2 separate regions of the Sus scrofa genome follow, and region 2 is linked to region 1. Evidence: chromatin contacts called from public HiChIP or PLAC-seq data. All regions are on one chromosome and are shown on one strand. Each heading gives the region's core, a stretch centred on a gene start, on an enhancer-like site or on the middle of the called end of the contact. The rest is flanking DNA. Distances are from core to core; before and after follow the strand shown. Region 1 holds the start of NKTR (NK-tumor recognition protein). Region 2 holds the start of ZBTB47 (zinc finger and BTB domain-containing protein 47).

What was found. HiChIP or PLAC-seq counts read pairs in DNA pulled down with a chosen protein or histone mark.
Region 2: a contact with region 1 is called in an H3K27ac HiChIP or PLAC-seq map of skeletal muscle. The contact joins the promoter of ZBTB47 here to the promoter of NKTR in region 1. A contact is called at or near these places in 2 of 47 Hi-C or Micro-C datasets (both in embryonic fibroblasts) and 1 of 2 datasets of contacts at active chromatin or transcription factors (skeletal muscle).

What each region holds. Positions count from the first base shown.
Region 1 is chr13:26,120,879-26,127,367 of Sscrofa11.1, forward strand. NKTR (NK-tumor recognition protein) reads left to right here and starts at 4,186. Exons shown (of 18, transcript XR_002338233.1): 1 at 4,186-4,382; 2 at 4,568-4,648. It also overlaps a transcript of SEC22C not described here.
Region 2 is chr13:26,177,888-26,184,700 of Sscrofa11.1, forward strand. It overlaps ZBTB47 (zinc finger and BTB domain-containing protein 47), which reads left to right and starts at 3,381. Exons shown (of 6, transcript XM_021071707.1): 1 at 3,381-3,566.

The sequences.
Region 1 (6,489 bases), core at 2,936-5,435:
GACAACAAAGATATGACACTCCAAAACCTATGGGATGCAGCAAAAGCCGTCCTAAGAGAAAAGTTTATCGTAATACAAGCCCATCTCACAAAACAAGAAAAAGCCCAAATAAACAACCTAACTTTACATCTGAAGCAGGTCAAGAGAGAAGAACAGACAAGACCTAAAGTTAGTAGAAGGAAAGAAATCATAAACATCAGAGCAGAAATCAATGAAATAGAAACAAAGAAAACCATAGAAAAGATCAATGAAACGAAAACCTGGTTCTTTGAAAAGATCAACAAAATTGACAAACCCCTAGCCAGACTTATCAAGCAAAAGAGAGGACTCAAATCAATAAAATTAGAAATGAAAAAGGAGAAGTAACAGCAGACATCACAGAAATACAAAGGATCAAAAGAGACTACTATATGCAACTATAAGCCAATAAAATGGAAAACCTAGAAGAAATGGAAAAGTACAATCTTCTAAGACTAAACCAAGATGAAATAGAAAACATGAATGGACCCATCACAAGAACTGAAATTGAAACTGTGAGTAAAACACTTCCAACAAACAAAAGTCCAGGACCAGATGGCTTCACAGGTGAATTCTATCAAACATTTAGAGAAGAGCTAACACCTCTCCTTCTGAAACCATTTCAAAAAATTGCAGAGGGAGGAATACTCCCAAACTCCTTCTATGAGGCCACCATCACCCTGATACCAAAACCAGACAAAGATACCACAAAAAAAAGGAAAACTACAGGCCAATTTCACTGATGAACATCGATGCAAAAATCCTCAACAAAATACTAACAAACTGCATCCAACAATACATCAAAAGAATTGTACATCATGATCGAGCAGGATTTATCCCAGGGATGCAAGGGTTCTTCAAGGTCCACAAATCCACCAGTGTGATACACCACATTAACAAACTGAAGAATAAAAACCATATGATCCTCTCAATAGACATAGAAAGAGCCTTTGACAAAATCCAACACCCATTTCTGATAAAAACCCTTCAGAAAGTGGGCATAGTGTGAACCTACCTCAACATAATAAAGGCCATGTATGCAAACCCACAGTAAACATCATTCTCAATGGTGAAAAGATGAAAGAATTCCCACTGAAGATTAGGAACAAGACAAGGATGTCTGCTCTCGCCACTACTCTTCAACATGGTTTTGGAAGTCCTAGCCATGGCAATCAGAGAAGTGAAAGAAATAAAAGGAATCCAAATTGGAAAGGAAGAAGTAAAACTATCACTATTTGCAGATGATATGATACTATACCTAGAGAATCCTAAAGACTCTACCAGAAAACTGCTAGAGCTCATCCACGAATTTGGCAAAGTTGCAGAAATCGATGGCATTTCTATACACTAACAATGAAAGAGCACAAAGAGAAATTAGGGAAGCAATCCCATTTACTATCACATCCAAAAGAATAAAATACCTAGGAGTAAACCTACCTAAAGAGACAAAAGACCTGTACTCTGAAAACTATAAGACACTGATGAAAGAAATCAAAGAGGACACAAATAGATGGAAAGATATACCATGCTCGTGGATTGGAAGAATCAATATTATCAAAATGACTATACTACTCAAGGTAATCTACAGATTCAATGCAATCCCTATCAAATTACCAAGGACATTTTTCACAGAACTTCAACAAAATAGTTTAAAGTTTGCTTGGAAGCACAAAAGACCCAGAATAGCCAAAGATATCCTGCAAAAGGAAGATGGATCTGGAGGAATCAGGATCCCAGACTTCAGACTATACTACAAAGCAACAATCACCAAAACTGCATGGTACTAGCACAAAGAAATATAGATCAGTGGAACAGGATAGAAAGCCCAGAACGAAACCCACACACCTACAGCCAACTCATCTATGACAAAGGAGGCAGGAATATACAATGGACAAAGGACAGCTTGTTCAATAAGTCATGCTGGGAAAACTGGATAGCTACATGGAAAAGAATGGCATTAGAACACTCCCTGACACCATACACAAAAATAAACTCCAAATGGATTAAAGACCTAGATATAAGACCAGACACTATAAAACTCCTAGATGAAAACATAGGCCAAACATTCTCTGACATAAATAACAGCAACATCTTCTCGATCCACCTCTTAGAGTAATGACAGTAAAAACAAAAATAAACAACTGGGACCTAATTAAACTTAAGTTTCTGCACATCAAAGGAAACCCTAAACAAAATGAAAAGACAACCCACAGAATGGGAGAGAATCTTTGCAAATCAATTGACTGACAAGGGATTAATCTCCAAAATTTATAACACCTTCTGCAGCTCAATACCAAAAAAACAAACACCCCATCAAAATATGGGCAGAAGATTTAAACAGACAGTTCTCCAAAGAAGACATACAGATGGCCAAAAAACACAGGAAAAGATGTTCAAATCAGTCTTTCTCAGAGAAATGCAAATCAAAACCACTCTGAGGTACCACCTTACACCAGCCAGAATGGCCGTCATCCAAAAGTCTACAAACAATAAGTGCTGGAGAGGGTGTGGAGGAAAAGGAACCCTAGTACACTGTTGGTGGGATTGTAAATTGGTGCAACCACTGTGGAAAACAGTATGGAGATGCCTCAGAAAACTAAACATAGAACTACCATTTGATCCAGCAATCCCACTCCTGGGCATCTATCCAGAGAAAACCATGACTCACGAAGACACATGTACTCCGATGTTCACTGCAGCACTCTTCTCAATAGCCAAAACGTGGAAGCAACCTAAATGTCCATTGAGAGAGGAGTGGATCAAGAAGATGTGGTACATATACACAATGGAATATTACTCAGCCATTAAAATGAACGAAATACCAGCATTTTTAGCAACATGGACGGACCTAGAAATTATCATGCTATGTGAAGTCAGTCATACAATGAGACACCAACATCAAATGTTCCCTGACATGTGGAAACTGAAAAAAGGACAGACGGAACTTCTTTGCAGAACAGATGCTGACTCCAGACTTTGAAAAACTTATGGTCTCCAGAGGAGACAGTTTGCGGGGTGGGGGGAATGTGCTTGGGTTGTGGGACGGAAATCCTGTGAAATTGGATTGTGATAATTAGTATACAACTACAGATGTGATAAATTCAGTGAGTGATTAAAAAAAAAAAGTTCTCAAGTAAAAAAATCTAAATATAAAAAAAAAAAACAGAAGAAAATCTTCACAAGCTTCAGGTAGGCAGACGTTTCTTACACAAGGAGCACAAACCATAAAAGAAAAAAAAATGATCATTAACTTCTTCAAAAATTAAAAACTGCTTTGCGCTGTCAAAACAATGAAAAGACAAGGCACGCGGATTGAGAAAATATTCCCAGCTATATAAACCTAACAAAAGATTCGCATTTAGAACATACATATACAGCATTTAAGAACACATTAGTATCCAGGAGTTCACCTCCTGGCGTAGTGGTTAACGAATCCAACTAGGAACCATGAGGTTGCGGGTTAGATCTCTGGCCTAGCTCACTGGGTTAAGGATCCCGTGATGTAGGTCGCAGACGAGGCTCAGATCTGGCGTTGCTGTGGCTCTGGTGTATGCCAGCAGCTACAGCTCTGATGGACCCCTAGGCTGGGAACTTCCATATGCCGCTGGTGCGGCCCTAAAAGGACAAAATCAAAACAAAAACAACAATAAAAAAACCAACCAACCAACCAAAACGCATTAGTATCCAGAACTCTTGCATTCTATAAGATGAAGAACGCGATTGAAGTAAAGGGAAAGGTCTTGAACTGACTTCACAAAGGAGGTAGAATGAACTTGGACCCAACTAACGCAGACGCCAAAACAGGAAGCACACGTCAACCTAAAGGGCCTTTGAAGTGAGACAAACGGTCTAACAGGATGGTATCGTAACTACTTCCTGAGAAAAACAAAAGCCAAAGCCCTGTCGGCTCATTAAACCTTAAGAACTTAATTCTCACAAGTCTCTCAGAGGTGTACACAACAGGATAACCTCCCGAAATTCGCAAATGCGTAGACATGGCCTTTCGGAAAGGATGACAGGAAGTAAAGAGCGCAGGCGTGTCCAGAGCTCCCAGATTGGGCGACTGCTTCCAACGTAAAGGGAGAAAGAGGCGGGGCAAAAAAGAAGAACCTTTCAGCTGGCGGCTCCTTGAGCTCCCAGACACGCCCACGTACGCGTACTCCCTTAGGTTAATCACTTCCTTCGAGACCGTGCTCTCGCGGTATTTGTCCCGACTCTCGCGGGGTTTAGCGTGGCACTGGGAGGCCGGACCAGGGGGCGGTGGGGGGATGTTGGTGGTCCGTTAAGTGGCGTTGAGGTCCAGCGCCGGTGGCAGCGCTTTCTTTTCTTCTCACGCGGAGCTGCTCAGGTTGGAAGCCTGCAAGGTGAAAAGCTCGTCTGCATGTGTGTGCGCGCTCCAAGGGAGCCGGGCGGCCTGGGGTGAGAGGGAGCACTGTCTCGGCCTCCGGCGCTGTCGCAACAGGCCGGCGGGAGGCAACTGTGGCGCGGGCTCCGCCCCAGCCCCCGCCCTAGCTCCCGCCCTGACCGCTTTCCTTCCCCTCTCTCCCAGCTCTTGCCGCTGCCTCGGTCGCGATGGGGGCGCAGGACCGGCCGCAGTGCCACTTCGACATCGAGATCAACCGAGAGCCGGGTGAGCCGGGAGACTGAGGAGCCCTGCCGGGCCTGGGCTTGCCTTGGGGAAGGGGAGGGGTCTACCCTCATCAACCCTCCCCCAAGCCTTTTTGGGAGCTGGTTGGCGCAGTCAGCTGTCCCTTTTCTCCTGAGCCAGAATCTGTGGAGAAGAGGGGGCCCTGGATACTCCAATCCTAATCAGAGTACAGGCCTCGTCCTCTCAAGCCCCATGCCCCCCTGTACCCCCGAACTGAGCGTTCATGCCAAGCCTAGCGCCAAGAAAAACGGTGCAGTCCTTTTTGGACTTTATCTGTCTCAGTTTTTCTAGGGGGCAAACACTCCCAAATCGGATTTCTGGTATCTCGCTCTGTACAGTGAGCTTTGGATTTGTATAGTCTATATTTCCCAATCCTAGTGTATCATTAATAGGTTAGCTCCACTTGTATATTTCGTTAAGTATGTTTAGCCAGGATTTCTTGGTTCGTGGCAAAAGGACCTAGCGCATGTCTTGGGTGATAAACCAAAGCATTCTGTACTAGCAGACTTGCAGCGTGTGGGCACTTAGCATAAATGTTTTGTCTTTAGAGAATCCAGCCATTCGTTAGTATATTTTGTTGGAAATAAAATATTTTCTTGTAAAGAGTAGTTGTTTCATTCTAAGTAGCAGAGCGTGCAGGGTTTCAAACTGTTGCCTATTTTTTTTGTTTGTTTGTTTGTTTGTTTTAGTATCTTTGTATGGAAAGTTTTAATTGGAGGCATATATACAGTCTTTGTGTCCAATCTCCTTCTGCAGATTCTACCTGCTACTGTTCTAGACTCTGTGGATATAGCAATGAATAAAACAAAGGCTTCTCTTCCTTGTAGTTTATATTCTATTGGGGGAGGCAGACAATAAATCAGGAAAAAAAAAAAGTGCCTTGTAGTAAGGGTACAGTTTTAATAGGTTGGTCAGAAAAGGCCATTTTGAGAAGATAACATTTAAGCAGATCCGAAGGAGATGAGGACATGTGCCCTGTGGATATTTTTGAGAACAGCATTCCTGGTAGAATAGTTAATACAAAGGCCCTGAAGAGTGTATCTGCTTGTCTCAGGAACAGCAGGAAGCCCAGGAGAGCTGGAGTACAGGCAGGAGACTAGCAGGAAATGGGTAAAGGCCATAGTAAGAACTTTGACTCCCCTGAGATAAGATATTGAAGGGTTTTGAGCAAAGGAATGAAGTGATTTTAGAAATTCTGCTGCACTCTTTCTTGTTCACATTTTGAGCCTTGATGGATGTTAATCCTTATCCATAGTGAACGTATGTTTCAAATAATAGGTTTTGTATTTTTTAAAGAATTAAAAATAGAAGGCTCCTGAAAAGTTTAGGTAAAGCAAAGATTCTGTAGCCCTGTAAAATATTCTTTTCCTTGTACCTGTTCATATCCTAGTTTTGCAAATAACTTTTGTTGTGAAATGTCTCTAGAATATGTTTGGTAAATGTTGAATGAACTTTAGTCCTCAACATCGAAGGTAATTTATTATAATACCATTCTGGTAGAAATGTCTGGCCTATTTGAGAACACTGAATCATGTAGAAAACAAGGAATGCTTATTTTGTCCTAGGATGAACCAGTTGATAATTGGCAACTTCGTACGGTTCATTCTCTTCTGTAATACTTCTGTAAGCATTTTCCAGTATATTATCTAAGTAGTAGGTACTGATTTTTACACAGCTTTTAAGGATCACTTCGTTTGTTTAAAGTGAGATGTACTTTTTTGTAGGATTTAAACATTAGTACATATGTCACTGAGTACTTACTCAAGTAATGCTTTTGAACTTTTTTTTTTTTTTTGGTCTTTTTGGTCTTTTTGCCATTTCTT
Region 2 (6,813 bases), core at 2,131-4,630, 56 kb after region 1:
TGCTTGATGAACGTGAGGCAGGAGAGCCTACCTTGGCAACACAGGAGCAGAGATCAAACCCACATAGCAGTGACAATGCTGGATCCTTAACCACTAGGCCTCCAAGGAACTCCCTGGATTTTCTTTAAAGGTTTTGGTAGAAGGTAGAGGCAGTATTCCTTGCCCCTGCCTTCTTTCCTCTCTGAATCAAAAGGCCTCCAATGGGGCTGTGCCAAGCCTGGGGCCAAGCATTTCTGCCTCTTGGAGACCCCGACTCACCATTCACTATCTGTAGCCATTAAACTCCAGCTACACTGAGTTGAGTTTTACTGTCTTCAGGATGCAGACTAGCCTGGGGAAGTTTGCATCTCTTCAGCCATACTAGAGTCCTGATGAGGACTCTGGGGTTAAAAAAAAGAGTGACGTGAGGTCTCAGGACAGACCTGTGCTTCTGGAGGTCTCTCATCTGTAATGTGAGACAAATAATCCTGTTTCTCAGCTATAAGCCCCCAAAGACGGAGCACTGAGACCACGTGAGAACCAGGGGTGTGATCCCCTTCTTTGGCCTAGAGATGAGTCAGCCTCCCAGAGGACCCATAGAGGATAGGGCTCTGGGATGGCACTGGGATTGCCAGTCTTGGGTTACCCAGGGCCTCCTGCAACTAAAATCTCTATCACCAGGCCAGATTCCCAGAGAAAGACCAAGAAGGATCCCACTGGCCTCAATTCCTCTGGCCCAATCATATTTTATTTTGAAGAAATAAAGGACCTCTATGAGCAATTATTCTATGGCACAGTCCTTAAGGTTTTAGGGCCTGAGCCACATTGCCTGGATTCAAGTTCTGCTCTGATACTTATACTTGGGTAACTAAATTAATTGACCTTTATAATTCAGCTCTTCATCTGAAAAACTGGTATACTGAGGACTCCTCTTAGGAGTGGTGAGGATTAAATTCTTAGAAGTAAGTATACATCAAAGTGTTTCAGGGACACTAGCCCCTGGGCTGCCTCCAGGAGGAGAATAATTGTCCATATGTTTCATGGGGAAGGCTAGGCTTAATCACTAATGAGAGGCCCAGGGCTGCTTGAACCAACAGGGTGGGAGAGGATCTTAGAAGCCAAGGCCATGACGTTTGTGCTGTGGGAGGGAACTGGGAAACCTGCTGGTTTGAATTAGGTCCCCACCCACCCCCTGCAGCTGGAGCCTATTAGTGCTGAGCTCAGAACAGAAGCAAGCCCCACTCCAACCCCACAGCCAGAGACCTATGCTCCCCAATCCTGCAGGGCCCTGTGTTAGCATGTAGTAGAGATGTTGAACTTCCCTGCAACCCAACCAACCCCAGGCCACAATGTCCCTTTCTGTTTCCTGGCAGTGTCAACTCTGTTCTCCCCCATCACAGCTACACAACTCCATGCCCCCCTTGAGAAGGTTGGGCCTTGCACTACATGTGCATGCATGTGCTGCCCCAGTGCAGTTTGAGACTGTTCTTCCTCTCTGACATAGGATAGAAGTTTGGGGCTAGACGCTTAGGACAGTTGTGAGAAAACTCATGAGCTGGACTCTGGAGGCAGGAGCATGGCTTCACTGACCTTGCCAACACCCACCCCCAAGTGTCTGAGGATCATCCAGCCCTGCCCTTCATAAACTGGCTTGCCCTGGGGCATGCGAGTATGGCCTGGGATCCCCTTCCCCAATAATGGCCCCACCCTAACCCCTCCAGAAAGCCTGCCTTGACTAACTCTGAAGGGAAGCTCCAGTGGCATGGTCTTCTCCAAGGCTAAGAGAATGATTCTGCCTGTCTCCATGTGGCCATGCCTACCTGACAAGAATCTGGATTCTGCTGCACCAAATCACCCCCTTGTTCCCTGCAGAAATTTCACTCTTTTCTCTCCTGGCTTTTGCAGGTACTATTCTCTCTGCCTGGTGTACCCTTCCATGCCCTCTCCAATGCCCCTGCCCCGTCCTCTTTTGCTTTCAGTAAACGTGACTCAACTTTCAGTCTTCAGCTCTAGGCAGCCCCATTTGAGCCTATCGGACTGAGCTCTTCAGTGTTTTCCTGACAGGTTTCATTGATTCAAGTGCCAGTAGCCTCTCTCAGAGCTGGCTCTGCCCTAGGTCTCCTCTAGTAGATGGGCCATGGGCAGAGAAGCAAGAAGGGAACAGCTGGGGTCTTCAGGAAGACTAAGCCCCCCAATTCCCTCCCTTCTCACCCAGACTCCAGCCCCTCCTTTGGCTTGACCACTGCAACCAAGGCCAATCTCCCCCTACCTTGGTCACACTGGCCACACCCCCTGCCAAGCTTTGGCTAGGAAGTGGCCCCAGGAGTATCTGGTGCAGCCCTCTCTGCCAGGCTCTTTCCAGCCTGCCCTTTCCTTGGCTCATAATGCTGCTGTCTGGCTGTGTAATCTGTCCTGCTTTGCCTTCACTGTCCTTATCCAGCCAAGGGGTATGCAATTCCTTACCACCTTCCAGGCCTGTGCAAGGATCCACTGAGACAAATGAAGTGAATTCGGATGGAGGAAGAAGCAGAAGGCAGCCCTGAGGTGATGGGCTGGTCAGGCAAGCAGGTCACTCCAGCCTGGCCTCAGCCTGAGGCCTCCAGGAATTGAGCCAGCTGTCTCTGCAACAACCATGGCCCCAGAAGTATAGGCTATCTGCAGTGGCCATCTCTGGGGTCATGTCCCCATCTGTGCCCATTCCTCTCTTCCCCTCTCTTTTCACCAAATACTCTCCTCACCCTCTATCTGGCTATGTGTTTTCCTCCCCTTTCTCTTTGCACTCTTTGGCCACCACAATCTTTGTCTGTGAGATGTTTGCTCCCTGGCCCTGGGATGGCCCTGTCTTAAGGGCCTCCCATCTTGGACCCAGGACTGACATCAGACTACAGGATGGCTCCTGCCTGGGCTCTTGGCCTCTTCTCCATTTCCTCTCCTATCACCCAAACTAAATCACTCTGAACAGGCCCCAGAGTCCCTTCCCACTCTTGAGTAAGGTGGTATACCCAGGGGACACTGCTATAGCTGGGCATGGGTGGGTGTGTACGCACGAATGCACGTGAGGAAGGAGGAGTGAGGGATACTGTGTGGTAGTACCAGGATAGGGGCAATGTGAGAGAGACCAAAGATGAGGCAGCAGTCAGCTTGGAGTAGGGGCACAGAAAGGCATCTGAATGATGACATAGGCCACATGAGAGGCCCACAGAGGCCCCCTCTCCACAGTGGTGGCCCAGCCACCACCTGGATCCTGCCAGGCCCAGGGCCCTGTGGTCCCCACCCTGCTGCCTGCTTAGCCTGGCAGTGTTCCTTTGCAGCCTCCTGCCAGCACAGCCAGCCCCCTGCCCCCACTGGTGTCCATGCCAGAGCAGCATTCCGCAGGCCTGGCTGCATCTCCCCAGCAGAGACAGAGCAGGGAGGCCTCTCGGCAGCCATCAAGGCACAGGGCTTGGGGTACACGGTGGGCCTCTGGCCTTCACTCTGGTCTTGCCTTCTCAGGCACTAGCCCTGTCACCTTAAAGGATCTGCAGCTATGGTCTAGTTCTTGCATCTCCTGCCCTGGGCGGCCCTGTGCAGCCAGAGGTGGTCACCGGGTAGGTATGGGTCGACCAGAACCAAATCCTGGAGGCACAGGACAAAATGAACTTTGAGCTGCCCTGGGGTGGGGGTGGGGTAAGGTGCCAGGCTATTTGGAGATCCTAGACTCAACCTCAGGTCAGAGCAGCCCAGGCCAAAGGGTGGGGGTGGTGACGTGGCTAGGATACTGGGTTCCGTTCCTCGTTCCTCAGTGTGAGGTTGCGCAGGGGAGCAGGTGTAAAAGCTTTTTCTGCAGCTGGTTGAGGGGCGGGAGTGCCCAGTTTCCCGATTTCAGGGCCGCCTCCTACTCCGACCCCGCCTCTGTGGCGCAGCTGGAGGGCACCGAGGTTAGACTCAGGGACGAACTTCCCAGCGGAAAGGGGTCTCAGCGCGGGAAAGTGAGGCCGGGTCTATCGGCTAGGATGGGAGAAACGGGGCCTGGCCAGGGCCCCTGGCAGCCCGAGGCGGGGCGGGCCGCAGCGGGACAGAGCGCACCACGCGTGTCCGCGGCCCCCGCCGGCACGCAGGGCGGCCTGGCCCTTTAAGCGTCCAGACGGCGGCCCCAGCTGACGCACGGGCTCCAATCCGCGCCCCGCGCCCCCCGCCCGCCGCGCCCGAGGCTCTGGGGCCGCAGCTGCTCGGCGGCTGGACTCGCCGCGGCCCTGCGCCTCAGCCCGCCCGGCCGCGCCCCCGGGGGCCATGGTCGCGGGGCCCTGCGCGGGGGCGGCCCCCAGCGCGGCGCTTCATGGAGCGGCCCCGGCCCGGCCGCCGGGGGCAGCGCGATCCCGCGGGGCCCTGTGAGCCCCCAGCGCCGCGGCACCATGGTACGCAAGGCCTTGCCTGTCCCCCCGCTTATCCGCCCACCTGCCCGCTCTGCCCTCCAGAGCGCACGGCTTTCCGGCTTGGGGTGGAGGGGCTGGAGAGATCTTCCCCCTCGCTGGGTCTCCCTGACCCCTTCTCTGGGTCCCTGTGGGCCGGGAATGCGGCGCTCTGGCGCGGCCTTCGGCGGGGAGGGGGTTAAATTCCTGGGGTGGGGGCCCTGGCGCGAGAGGCTGAGGTCCTGCTAGGCACGGGCGGAGGGGGGCGCTTCCCTGAGCCCGGGACGGCGCCGCCCTCGGACTGGGTGGGGGGGCGGGGGGAGGTCGGATTCCCGCCTGGGCCTTGGGCCACGTGGGCGCTGGAGCCGACCTGACTGGGGATTCGGGGCTCCTGGGCCAAGGTGGGGGTGGGGGGGCGGGGGGCTGCGCCTGCAGCTCTGTCCAAATTCCTGTGTGACCTTGGGCCAGTCCTCCACCCTCTCTGGGCCTGTTTCTCCAGAAAGGACTGGTGTACTTGAATGCAGTGGAGGCTGGCATAGACTCCCTAAAAGGAGGAGCCTGGAAATCATGAGCCTGTGCCCCCTTGCTCATTCTGGGCCCGCCCACTGCTGCCGGGAGATGGAAGGATTGACATGAGAGTAGGGGTTGCAGATGGACGCCCAGGTTTCATCCTGAGGCCTCCAGGGAGACACTGGAACAGGGTAGGGAGCTGGTGGTATCATGACAATGAGGCAGGGGCCCTTTAGGAGTAGAAGGCTGTGACTCTGGTGAGCAGCCTCAGCAGGTGTCCCTGGCACCTGGCTTCCCCCAGCCTGGCTTGGGGGTAGGGTTTGAAGGCATGAAGTGCCCTGGCAGTAGAAGTGCTTGACCACTCCCCTGGACTTGTATCTTAGCTGGGCTGGCCTGGGCTTAAGGGTGGGGTGTGTGGCTGCAGCTGGTATAGTCAGATGGGGAGGGGCATCTGCAGCTTCAGGGAATGGGCATTTCTGGCTGGAGAGTCAGACACAGCTGGTGGGCCCTGTGTGGGAGGTACTAGGTTAGAGGGTAACCAATCAGTGCCCTGCTGAAGGGCTGGCAGTTGTGGATTCAGGCAGCATCTATATGCCCGGCCAAGGAAGTCCAGTCAGGGTGCCTGGTTGTGAGGTTCTCAGGCCCCTCAAGGGCCAAGGATGGTGCTAGTTTGGCAGAAGGGATTGCCTTAGAAATAGAAACTTTGGGACAGCAATACCCCCCAGGCTAGCCCCTCTTCCTCTGCTGAGGCCAGAGGGGTCCTCACTGGATCCTGGGACCACAACTGCACACAGGAAATGTCAAGCACTACCCTTACCCCATGGCAGACAGGCACTGGAGGGCTCTCCGTAAAAGGGGAGCAGTGGAACAAAAGCCCTGTGGCCTGTGGTGGGCACCCTACAACAGGCCTGACATTGACCAGCCCTTATTCCAAGCCACTTGCCTGCCACTGTCTGGCCCCTGGAGGCCCTGAGGGGCCCCTGTTGCAAATCCCAAGTTGCACCCTGACCCCTCACTGAGGTGTAGGTGGCAGCAGCTCTGGGAAGGAGGGTGCAGGTCTCTGGAAGTGGTTATGGGGTCTGGGGAAGCACATCTGGTCCCTTGGTTGGGAGGGTCCCCAGATGCCTTGTCCTGCTTTTTAAGTCATTAAAGGCCAAGAAATACTTCCACGTGGAATGATGTCTTATCCAGCATGGATGGTATTAGTCCAGTGGAGCTAAAAGGACAGGGGCTCTGCTACTGCTCACTATGGGACTCTCCCATTTTGAGCCTCAGTTTCCCTGTCTGTGTAATAGGATTTGGTCCCAGAAGATGAATCAGAATGAGTCAGAGGATGGAGATGGGAAGGGCTTGGCACCTTATCTGCATTAGATTGGCCAGGCCTGGATGGGCTAGCAGCCCTGAAGCAGAAGAGCAGATGGGTAGCTTCTTGGCTAGGGGGGAGGATGTGTGCAGAGAGAACTTAAGAGAGATAGTGGTAAGAGAGAGGGCATGAGGTTGGTGCTGCCCTAGGCTGCTGGGTGTGGAGGGTAGAGCCCAGGGCAGGTCTAGCAGCAGGTTGCCCCTGGTGGCTCCCTGGAGCTCATCCAGAGGCCCAGGGCAGATCCTCCTTCAGGTGACTGAGAAGTTGAACACCCCTCAACCGCTACCCAGTCTGGAAAGACTAGCATGAAGGGAAGGTGTGGGCTGTGGATAGATAGGCTGGCGTTTCAAACCAGGGTTTCTAGGAAGGTGCCTGGGGTAAGGGAACTGATGGCTTTGCAGTGAGGCAAGGTACCCTCAAGTGTAGGAAGCTCTGACTCTGCTGGACAGGGCCTGAGGAGGGCCAGAACCTGGAACCTGTGGGTTATCATTAATTGAACATCTACTGTGGGCTGGACCCATGCAGAGGGCCGGGCAGCCTGTCTGTCTATGCTGCCTGCCTTTTAGGGAAGCT